Linked DNA regions of Mus musculus: all the other regions are linked to region 2. The links are chromatin contacts, called in public ChIA-PET and Hi-C maps. All regions are on one chromosome and are shown on one strand. The core of a region is the stretch at or near the end of the contact, and the rest is flanking DNA. Distances in the headings are between cores, read along the strand shown. Region 1 has its middle 17 kb from the start of Tmem45a. Region 2 holds the start of Nit2 (nitrilase family, member 2). Region 3 overlaps Cmss1 (cms small ribosomal subunit 1). Region 4 overlaps Cmss1 (cms small ribosomal subunit 1).

Region 1 (2,700 bases), core at 179-2,678, 260 kb after region 2:
AAAGAAGATCAAAGGGATACAAATTGAAAAAGATGTCAAAGAGTCACAATTTGCAGATAATATGATAAGCAACCCCTAAAATTCTACCAGAGAACTCCTGTAGCTGAAAAACAGCTTCAGCAAAGTGACTGGATACAAAAATTACTCAAAGAAATTAGTAGTCCTCCTTTATACAAATGATAAACTGGCCAAGAAAGAAATTAGGGGAACAAAACCCTTTACAATAACCATGAATAATACAAAATTTCTTGGCATAACTCTAACCAAGGATGTGAAAGACCTGTATGACAAGAACTCAAGTCCTTGTAGAAAGAAATTAAAGAAGATATCAGAAGATGGAAAAATTTCTCATTCTCATGGATAGGTAGGATTAACATAGTAAAAATGGCCATCTTACCAAAAGCAATCTACAGATTCAATGCAATCCCAAACTTCCAACACAATTTTTTATAGACCTAGAAAGAGCAATTCTCAACTTCATATGGAAGAACAAAAAAACCCAGGATAGTCGAAATATTTCTGAACCAGAAAAGAACTTCAGGCAGAATCACCATCCCTGACCTCAAGTTGTACTACAAAGCAATAATGATAAAAGCTGCATGGTACTGGTACGGAAACAGACATATTGATCAATGGAATCAAAGACCCAGAAATAAACTCACAGACCTATGGACACTTGATTTCTGATTTAAAAAAAAAAAAAGAGGGGCTGGAGAGATGGCTCAGCGGTTAAGAGCACTGACTGCTCTTCTGAAGGTCCTGAGTTCAAATCCCAGCAACCACATGATGGCTCACAACCATCCGTAATGAGATCTGGCATTTCTGGAGTGTCTGAAGACAGCTACAGTGTACTTACATATAATAAATAAATAAATCTTAAAAAAAAAAAAAAAGAGTCAAAAACCATACAGTGGAAAAAAAGAAAGTATCTTCAGGAAATGGTCCTGGTCAAACTGGATGTCTACATGTAGAAAAATAAAAATGGATCCATATTATCACCCTGCAGAAAACTCAAATCCAAGTGGTTGAAGGACCTCAACATAAAACCAGATACACTAAGTCTCATAGAAGAGGAAGTAGGAAATACATGTGAACATAGTGGTACAGGAGACAAATTCTTGAACAGAACACCAATGGCTTAGGCTCTAAGATCTACAATTGAAAATTGGGACCTCATAAAACTGCAAAGCTTCTGTAAGGCAAAGGATACTGTCAATAAGACAAAATGGCAGCCTGCAAATTGGGAAAGAATCTTCACCAACCCTACATCTGACAGAGGGCTAATATCTAAAATGTATAGAGAACTCAAGAAGGTAAGCACCAACAACCAAATAACCCAATTAAAAAATGGGACACAGAGCTAAACAGAGAATTCTCAACAAAGGAATCTCCAATAGCCTAGAAGCACTTAAAGAAATGTTGAAATTCTTTAGTCATTGCTGCAGACCCTCTGGGTTCCTTTGTCTTCATGGAACGGGTCTCTGGGGCAGATGGCAAGGCATGGTGAGTGACAGACAGACCAACATGCGAGATTATGTAGAATCTGAATGTATTTTGTCAGGTCGAGCATCAAACTTTTTATACCGAAGAAATAACAAGAAACCAGGCAAAATACAATCCACCAAGTTACAGTGACGCAATACAAAAGGAATGTATACATCAAAAGAAGGTGGGGACCAGGCTGCTGCCGCAAAGAAGGGAGCCAGGTGTAAACTCGTCTATTGTTAAACCCACCACCAGGGGTTCTGCACTAGCAGACCTTTTCATGAATACTGCAATACCCCAACCCCCATATTTCCTGGGTCTACAGAAGAATTTACCAACATGCTTCTAATGTGAAGCTTGCTATACCTAGCTGTAGAGAAGATCTCTGTCTCAGTGGAATTTCCTAGCTCTATTATGGTATTCCCTTGTTTGAGTGAGATTTGCTACTGTCCTTGGTAAATATTTTGCCGACCAGCTCTGAACTACTGGCTCCATCTTTTGTAATGCTTAATTAGTTACTGAATAGGTAACTTCCTTTCTGCATTCCTGCTGGATTTCAAGCTTGTAGGCTTCTGGGACCTTGGAACACTGGGGAGACTTAACTATAACAGAATTTAATCTTAAAAGGCATTTATAATAAAATATTAAAAGAGTTCTCGTAGTTCCATACACCAGACTAACACGGGAATAGGGTATGTGTATATGGGTAAATGAGAACGCCAAAGCTCCAGGAGGTGAGTTTCCATGAAACTCTTTTCCTCATAAGTGCTTACAGACTTTTCAGCCTGTCAAGCAGACTTGACCGGAGGGCATGGCAACTCATCAGGGAAATGCAAATCAAAACAATTCTGAGAGTCTATCTTACACCCATTAGAATGGTAAGGATCAAAAATTCAAGTGATAGCATATGCTGGCAAGGATGTAGAACAGGGGAACACCCCTCCATTGCTGGTGGAAGTGCAAACTTGTGCAATCACTTTGGGAATCAATTTGGCAATTTCTTAGAAAACTAGGAATAGTTCTACCTCAAGGCCTAGCTATACCACCCATGCTCAATTGACCCAAGAGATGCTCTATCATCCCACAAGGACCTTTGCTCAACTATGTACATAGTAGTTTTATTTAACTTAAAACTTATCCAGAAACTGGAAACAACTCAGATGTCCCTCAACTGAAGAATGGATAAAGAAAATTTGGTACATCTGCACAATGGAA
Region 2 (2,700 bases), core at 148-2,647:
GAAGGAGGAAGGAGGATCAGTTGAGCTCAGGGAGTGAGGTTTCTGTGACCTTTCCCCCCTCTTTCTACTAGAGCTGTCAATAGATCTGTCACCTTAGACCTGGCTTTGTCTTCAGTAGTTGCCATGGCTACCAGGCCACTGCAGTTTCTAATGCAAGATGAAGATGGGGTAAATATGTTAACCCTGGAAGACATAAGGCCATACTGCAACCCATCCCCACACCTTCCTCCAGCGCATACATTCTTTGTTCACCCCGCTTCCCCAGTGTTCTCAGGTTCTTGGAAGAAACAATTCTGTGATCCCCTCAGGACGATGTAGGTGCTTAGATCCAAACCCAGGTCCTTTGCAAGAGCACCAAGTGCTCTTAACCACGGAGCCATCTCTCCAGCCCTGCTTTGTCCTTTTCAAACTGCTGTTTATGGTTCTCTCTCTCTCCCTCTCTCTGTCTCTCTGTTTGGCTCTCTCTGTCTCTCCCAAAGTTTGTGAAAAGCTCAGCCCCACTGAAGACAGCTGACTAAAATTTCTTTTGGGGATCTGATCTGCAGGCTTTCTTTCCTCTTGTCAAGCTCTCTAATCCCCTTGGCTCCGTGCTCTGCAAATGTGACAAGGTATAGACTTTAACTTGCAAGCACTGCAAAGCTTAGAAAGCAATGTCACTAGCTGGGTGTGTTGCTACAGGACTCAATCCCTGCACTCAGGAGTGGGAGCAGGAGGATTAGACGTCAAGGTGAGCCTTAGCTACATAGCAAGTTAAAGTGCAGCCTAGGCTACAAGAGACCCTGTCTGAAAACCGGAAAAGCTCAAAACAAAAATAAATATTTACATAAATGATAATGAATAAAAATTAAATAATAAATACAAAGGTCAAATCGTAGAATACTGCTTAGCACCAACTCTATCTCTTTCCCCAGCCCAGTTAGGAGCAAGGTTCTGAAGTCCTGCTAGCCTAAAACAACCAGGTGCACTTCCTCAAGCCAGTCAGCATGGAGCATCGTTACCCTGGCCACTGCCATGATCTAACCTGAAATTTATGTCCTTTGTGCCACAAGTAGGACCTTTCTACCCCAGACCATTTATGGCACACTACCATAACGTAGGCTTCTCTTTTTTGACTTTGCTTTTGAAGGCCCTATATAAAGAATTTGTAATTATCACTTCTTGGTGTATGCAACCGCAAAGGGTGAGCCATTTTTAGTACGGTGCCCAGGCAAGAATGTAGACTGGTACTGAATGTGCACAAAGTCGGAGGCTTACTCACCTACATTACAGCACAGCACAAAACAAAACAGTAAAATCCTCAAAGCTCATCGAGGCTCCGCCCCTCGACCCAGCCCTTGACCACGCCCCTTCTGCGCGCGCGGCTCGGCCCCGCCTTCTGCACGCTGCGGAGGAGATTGACTGGCAGGAGTCCCTGTGGCCTGCGGTGCACCGTGGAAGAGCCATGTCTAGTAAGTGGCTCGTGGTCTGGTTGTCCAGCTCCCAGCGGGAGCGGGGTCCTCCGTGCGGCGGTGCAGATGAGCCGGCTGGGTCCTTGCGTCCCCCGGTCAGCCATGCCGGTGGCTCTTGTCACCGGTGTCCGCGGCGCGGCGAAGCCCAGGGGCGGCTGGCCGTGCGAGCACAGGCCTCCGCGCGGGGCGTCCTGTGCTGTCGGAGCTGGTCAGCTTGCGGGTTGGGTGGTGGTGTCCAACTCGTGGCTCTGACTTCCTCGCCTCACAAAGCGGTGGATAATCACACCTCACTCCGCAGTTCCTCGTCTGTAAAAGTTTATAGTTGCACTGTCCTGGCATATTCATGTAAATGTTGTTCCCGTAATAGGCCCGTCACTCGAGGTGTTTTCGTGCCCTCCGCCCCGACTTGTTCATCTTCAAAATCATTAATCGCTTTCCGGAGAAGGGGAAGCAACAAGTCTTGCACACGGAGGACCCCAGTGGAGGGGTTTTCCTGCGTAAGCCTGCAGAGGGCGCTTTTGCACCGGCCCCTAACCTGGGTCGGGACCTTGTCCATATTGGGTGGCTTTTGGAAGAAGCTAGAAACAAAACTATAGTTTTATTATCCTTTCCTGCCTCAGGAGCAGAGGCAGTCTAACTTCCTAGGGTTAGGGGAGATATTAGTGAGTTTCTGTGATACTCTGGTGACAGCTCAAGGTCTGTTAACCTGAAAATAATGCCAGGTTTTGGTTTCATTTGTTTTTATACAGATTCTGGCACTGTTCAATTAAGAGGTGTTAGGGGCTAAATGCCTTTTTTTTTTTTTTCTCTCTCATCATATTTAGGATAAGCCAAGGAATGAGCGATCATAGTTTTTATACTTTTAAGGAGAGCTTCGGCCTTCTTCAGAAGCCAGGTTTTGTCAGTGTTGTCGATATACCCCTTTAGATTGCCAGTAGTTGGGTCAATCAAAAACCATGTTCAAATACTGCCTGATATCCTGTTTGAGAATCCTGGCCCTGGGTGAACTTAGTGGGCAGATCTGATGACTTTTTTTTTTTTTTTTTTTTTTCTTTTTTCCCCAGCTTTCCGCCTGGCCCTCATACAGCTTCAAGTTTCTTCCATTAAATCAGATAACCTTACCCGGGCTTGTAGCCTAGTGCGGGAGGCAGCAAAGCAAGGTGCCAACATAGTTTCTCTGCCTGTAAGTATCAGGGCAGCCTGCCCATTCTTCAGGAGCTGTGGATCCACCACAGTACTGCGTGCTGGCAGT
Region 3 (2,700 bases), core at 58-2,557, 300 kb before region 2:
ATTGTTTTCAGAGGCAGACTGGATAAGTGAACTTTATTTTAATAGTCCTCAGTTTGAAAGTTGAACTCACTCCTGATTGCTTGTGAGTATTGGACAATATGAGTATTTCCATTGGATAACATAGAAGGGGCAGTTTATCACAGAAGGCCTGGTCACTTTTATCCTGGCTGAGTCGGTGCCAGTACACACAGATTCTGCTGTCACACCTTGGCTGATTCATTGTGGTGTGAAGCTGCAGTTTTTAGGGCCCGTGGGAGGATGTTCCTTTGAAACTTTCCTGAAGCCTGCTTTCACCTTGTTGACTTTGAAGCTCTCATTACAAACAGGTTGGAGAGAAAGTTACAATTGGGATATAATTCAAATACATTCAGTTTAATTTCAACTGAAAATGGTGCTTTAGCTGCTCTGAAATGAGCTAATCTGTATGGGTGAAGTGAACGGCAAGGAGACGGACAGTGAGCATGTAGGCACTCTCTTTCCCACCCCTTGGCATGAACCCTGGTGCTGGTTACACCCAGATCGATTCATCTCTACCACTTCTTAACTCTGAAAACAAGGGTGCATTGTTTGGTGTTTTGCAATGGTAGAACCAGGGAATAATTACCATACTAACCGGCTTGCTCAGACAAGTCCAAGGAGATAAGAAAAGCAATAAATAATTGCAATCAATAATACTGTGCCTACTGATGTTCCAGCCATTGTGCCCAAACCTTAGCTGATCTAGGAGAAGCTAAGCGAGAGCCTTATTGAGAGCCTTATTCACAGCCTTCTATGTTCTGTGCTTCTCCGCCCCCTGTGAAGGGCATTTCTGTCTCCAACAAATCCATGAGCAACTCTTGGTTGGGGGAAATATTCTAGATATTGGAAATGCAGCGGAGACCAAAAGAGAAAGTCCCAAGTACCATGCATTCTAGTATAGGAGTTTAACTAAAAGCCAATTTATGTGATACTTCATGTGATAATAAATGCTACGGGGGAAAAATGGAAGTAACAAGATAAAATGACTACAGTATTGAGATACTTGGAGAAAGAAATATTTCTGTTTTAGAAAAAATGGCTAGCAAGAAGCTGATGTAGTAGAATCTGAAATGAATACATATATATGTATTACTATATGTCAGTTACACACACACACATTATATATTCATTCCCAGAACATACCAAAAATATATTCTCACTCATATGTTGTGAGCTTCAGAAAGCCAAAATGGACTAATGCTGTCTATTTACTCTCTTTGGGGAGCAGACAAATGGCAGTACAGTACCTGACTTCATATGTCTAACAGCTCTCTAAGTGTGTGCTGATGCAAATCTACTTAAAGAGAGCAACAGGAAACTGTGGTCTAGGTAGCTTGTTCCTGCTTGTCTATAAATACACATAAAAAGAAACTGCATTTTACAATTGGATGACATTTGATATTCAATGAACCTCCTTTTAAAAACAACTTTAAGATCTTTTGGGATGTATAAACTTTGGGTCTGTCTAGTTTCAGTGTGTGATGCTTCTAATATTTGTAAGGCTTTCATTCAAAATTATTAAACTATGTCTATAACAAACAGACCCTGTAAACTTAGACGCAGTAACCCTGTGAGACAACTGTGCGAGACTGCAAGCAGGACTTATGCTCTACCCAACTTCCAAAAATCACCGTTCAAGTCAGTGGTTTTTCTGTAAGAACCTTGAAGATTGTACATTATCGTCTTCTACTTTACATCATTTGTATGAAAATGTTTGCCATAGTTTTTTATTCTGTTTAACTCTGGATAATGCCACTGCTCCCTTTTTCTTGGCCACTTCTTCATCAGTTTTATTTCAGCAGTTTGAATATGATGTGCGTTTGTTGTTACCAATTCCACTCGCAGTACACTAGCTCTACACTTTAGGAAACGTTTGACGGTGATTCGTCTTTCTTCTGTCCTGTTTGCACTCCTCTTCAGCAGTTCTTTTCCTGTTCCCCAGTCTTCTCTCCCTGTGGCTCACGAGCCCATGATGAAGTCCACGGAGAAGAGTTTAGTAAGTTGGCTTGAACTGCTCTGTGATGGCCGCTGTCGTGAGTCCAGTTCTCTTACTCTCTCCTCTCAGTGTCTCTGACCAAGTCCTTAAATACAGCACAGTGGTCTTACCTGCTAGTAGTTCCTTCTCAGTCTAGCTCACGGTTGCAGGAGCCCACAGGGAAGGTGTTAGGTTTGCCTCGCTGTGTAGGAAAGTCCCTAAGCTGCAATGTTTTTACAGTATTTTTATTTTGATGTTTATAGATTAGGGTGGTGTTCGTAAATAATTTTTTAGAGTGAAAATTTTAAGTAAGTGTCTTTATTGTTTTTTAAAGTAAAGCAGAATTTCCAAATGTTCTTGTCACTGAATCACATATCAAATCCAAGATAACTAGAATTTGAAAAGACTTTAAAATTCAGCTTTTTAAATTTTTTGCTCTCATGCTTTTATTCAGATTAACCAAGAGTGGGTAATTTATAAAGAAAAGAGGTTTATTTTGGCTAAATATTCTGGAAGCCAAAGAACATGGTGCCAAAATTGGCCTCTGGTGATGGCTTCATGCTGTCTCTTATCTTGGTGCAGACTACGAAAAGGAAGTAATTATAAGAAGAATCCCAAGACAACCAAAAGAATGTGCAGGGTTCACTTTAGAACAAGCCAATCTCACTATAACCCAGGCTGAAAGAAGCTACTTCAATCCTTTCAAG
Region 4 (2,700 bases), core at 14-2,513, 410 kb before region 2:
ATTGGAAGTATTATATAATTTTCTACTTGTAAGTGTTGTGTGGAACTCATTCCTTGTTCCATTTCCTCAATACGTTATCAAGGGATGAGTGTTATACTACACAGTGTTGACGAGGATCCACACAGTATGTTTTGTCATGATCAGTATATATCCATGCATACATTGCTCACTTGTATCCATGTAATGCTTGGAAGAAAAGATACCACATGTGAAGAGATTGTTTGTTACTAAGTCACATGAGTAACTTGTCTGGTAGTAAACCCACCTGCACCTATTCGGAGAATGTAGGTTCTGTGAGTCTTTAAGGCCTATGTTCATACATTGTGTTTTTACTTAAACATGACTAGCCTATATAAAAAATATAACAAAACAGTCTAGGTGTGCTGGCACATGCCTGTAACCCCAGTACTGAAGCAAGAAGGTCAGTTCAAGGTCATCCCCAGCTATTAATACAGAATGTGTTTTAGGCCAGATATGAAACCTTGTCTCAACAAGCGAACAAAACAACACACACCCTGTACCACCATGCCCAGGTTTATTTCACATGACTCCTCAGAGGTAATCATGCAGAATCATTTGCTAAGACCTCTTCCCTCCTTCGCCTTCCAATCTGAGTAATACTTTAAATAGAAATTTTAAAATGAGGCTGTAGTTAAAGAGAATTTCCCTGCGATGGCTGACTGATGCCCAAAGTTAGCCAGGAGTGAATCCTTATGATAGCCTGTTGTCCTGATGAAATGTCAATGAATTTGTCAATTCTGCATAGGAACAGTTTTAATTCATTATCAAATTATTACAGTACTCAGAGGTGTTAGACAGTTCTCTCAGTGGACTCTGAAGATTCTTTGGGATGCCTGCTTCTCTGATGTATTTGACTACTTTTAGCTAAAAGTACTTCTTAGCTTTGATAGTTTAAAGGGTCTCTCAGAAAGGAAAGGGCTTGGTGTTTAATCTAAATAAAAATCAACTTAACAGCACTTTTGTTTTGGGAACTTTATTAGCAAGTCACTTGTCTGTCTTATGTTTGCTGGGTTTTGTTTCTTTAGACTGCACTCTCAAGAGTGTGTTCTGGACCCAGAAAGAATAGGGATAAATTCAGGACTTGGGATTTGGGGAAGAAATGGAGCTTGTTGGTATCGGGCCACCTGCCACAGATCACTTAAAGATTTAGTTATTTGTACTTTACTAGTTATGAGACTGGGAACATCCCACCTAATAAATACTAAACCTCATTTTTCATTACACCCTCTAGAGGGCAAACTAGTCTCACTTCCTGGGGCAAGTATAAAATAATCCAAGAGTAGGGGCAACACTTGCCAGTAGCAATATACAGATTTCTATAGCTGTGAAATTCTAACTTCAGGCTGCAAACCAAGCAGATTATTAGATTGTAGCTTAGGATAGATTCTTGTTTTTAGAGAGTCCAGTTTGATTCCATTTGGGGACAGGGGTGGGGTGGGGAACAATGTTAACATTAGGAGAATCTCATAAGGATGTCTTGGCTTTAACTTAGTTACATACAGATCGTAAGAAGGTTGCTGTGGTTGGGAAAGTACTAAGGTGGCAGAATGCTTGGCTTGAGTATAAGAGGCCCCAGTTCAATGTCCTATACCACTAATGCCACAAAGGGAGAAAAGAAAAGCATGTTTGATTCCTCTATTTTTGCTACATGTGGTTTGTCCAATTATATTTTCTCTTGGCACTTCAAAATAAAGAATGAAATTCTTAGAACATAAGAATGTAGAAATAACAGAAATTAATGTAACTGAAGCAAATAAAGTCCTTTCATTTAATATGTCTAAAGACCTACTTTATATATACTCAGTATGAAAGAAGCTGTAAAATAGTTTTCAATTTAGAGTTATTTGAATAAATAAAAACATCACAGAATCTTTGATTATAATGGTTTGAAAATAAAAATACCCTTCTAGAAGGAAACAAACTAGTCATAGGAGGCAGAGGCTGGGAGGGAACTGAAGAGGAGAGAGGAGCGGGGGAGGGGAATGAGAGGCAGGATCAGGTTTGGGAGAGAAGTCCAGAGGGCGGGGAGAATGAATGGAAATCTGCACCTGGGGTGGGAAAGGAGAATCTCTAGAAGGTCCCCAAGACCTTGGATAGGAGAGGCTCCCATAAGTCAATGCTGGTGATCTTAGCGGAGATGCTTAACAATGGGGATATGGAACCTGAAGAAGCCACCTCCTGTAGCTAGGTAGGACCCTCAGTGGCAGAAATTCAGACCCACCCACAAAACTCGACTCAGAACTTGTCCCAACTAAAAGAAATGCAGGGATGGAGCAGAGACCAATGGAAAGGCCAACCAATAACCGACCCAACTTGAAACCCATCCCATGGGCAAGCACCAATCCCTGACATTATTAATGATACTCTGTTTTGCTTGCAGACAGGAGCCTAGCATAACAGTCCTCTGAGAGGCTCTACCCAGCAGCAGAAAAACAGATTCAGGGACCCACAGCCAAACATTAGATAGAGATCAGGGATACTTCTGGAAGACTTGGAGGAGGGATTGAACCCCACATGAAGACCTACAGAGAGTCAACAAACCTAGACCCCTGGAAGCTCTCAGAATCTTAGTCACCAACTAAAGAGCAGACACAGGATGGAGCAAGGGCCCCTCTACCCCCAGCCCCCATCTCCCAGCACATTTGTAGCAGACAGGCAGCTTAGTCTTAATGGCTGCCC

The links. Hi-C and Micro-C count contacts between places; a contact is called where the count stands out from the background. ChIA-PET counts read pairs in DNA pulled down with a chosen protein or histone mark.
Region 1: a Hi-C map of embryonic stem cells shows a contact between it and region 2, with 4 times the contacts expected there. The contact joins the enhancer-like site here to the promoter of Nit2 in region 2. A contact is called at or near these places in 6 of 484 Hi-C or Micro-C datasets (embryonic stem cells and granulosa cells) and 1 of 9 other capture datasets (adipose tissue).
Region 3: a contact with region 2 is called in an RNA polymerase II ChIA-PET map of memory CD8 T cells, with 6 read pairs. The contact joins the enhancer-like site here to the promoter of Nit2 in region 2. A contact is called at or near these places in 1 of 484 Hi-C or Micro-C datasets (CD8 T cells), 3 of 115 datasets of contacts at active chromatin or transcription factors (effector CD8 T cells, embryonic stem cells and memory CD8 T cells) and 2 of 9 other capture datasets (adipose tissue and liver).
Region 4: a Hi-C map of B cells shows a contact between it and region 2, with 20 read pairs. The contact joins the enhancer-like site here to the promoter of Nit2 in region 2. A contact is called at or near these places in 8 of 39 promoter capture datasets (the C10 cell line, the HPC-7 cell line, cranial neural crest and 5 more), 3 of 484 Hi-C or Micro-C datasets (B cells, embryonic stem cells and myocytes), 7 of 115 datasets of contacts at active chromatin or transcription factors (bone marrow-derived macrophages, embryonic stem cells, epiblast stem cells and 2 more) and 4 of 9 other capture datasets (adipose tissue, embryonic stem cells, embryonic tail and 1 more).

Annotation. Positions count from the first base shown.
Region 1 is chr16:56,901,544-56,904,243 of GRCm38.p6, reverse strand. No RefSeq gene overlaps it. Among named protein-coding and RNA genes, the nearest start is that of Tmem45a, 17 kb to the right of the region's middle. Within about 2 kb of position 1,428, at least 5 of the 459 cell types and tissues checked have an H3K27ac peak or open chromatin away from gene starts, as enhancers often do. A contact at or near this core is called in embryonic stem cells, where this site is marked.
Region 2 is chr16:57,166,029-57,168,728 of GRCm38.p6, reverse strand. It overlaps Nit2 (nitrilase family, member 2), which reads left to right and starts at 1,397. Exons shown (of 10, transcript NM_023175.1): 1 at 1,397-1,448; 2 at 2,513-2,631. The coding sequence starts at 1,442. Gm16892 (a long non-coding RNA gene) reads right to left here and starts at 1,360. Exons shown (of 2, transcript XR_003951893.1): 1 at 1,259-1,360.
Region 3 is chr16:57,469,933-57,472,632 of GRCm38.p6, reverse strand. The region is part of intron 1 of Cmss1 (cms small ribosomal subunit 1); the gene reads left to right. The region is part of intron 1 of Filip1l (filamin A interacting protein 1-like); the gene reads right to left. Among named protein-coding and RNA genes, the nearest start is that of Filip1l, 120 kb to the right of the region's middle. Within about 2 kb of position 1,307, at least 91 of the 459 cell types and tissues checked have an H3K27ac peak or open chromatin away from gene starts, as enhancers often do. A contact at or near this core is called in CD8 T cells, effector CD8 T cells and memory CD8 T cells, where this site is marked.
Region 4 is chr16:57,576,279-57,578,978 of GRCm38.p6, reverse strand. The region is part of intron 1 of Cmss1 (cms small ribosomal subunit 1); the gene reads left to right. Among named protein-coding and RNA genes, the nearest start is that of Cmss1, 29 kb to the left of the region's middle. Within about 2 kb of position 1,263, at least 7 of the 459 cell types and tissues checked have an H3K27ac peak or open chromatin away from gene starts, as enhancers often do. A contact at or near this core is called in B cells and embryonic stem cells, where this site is marked.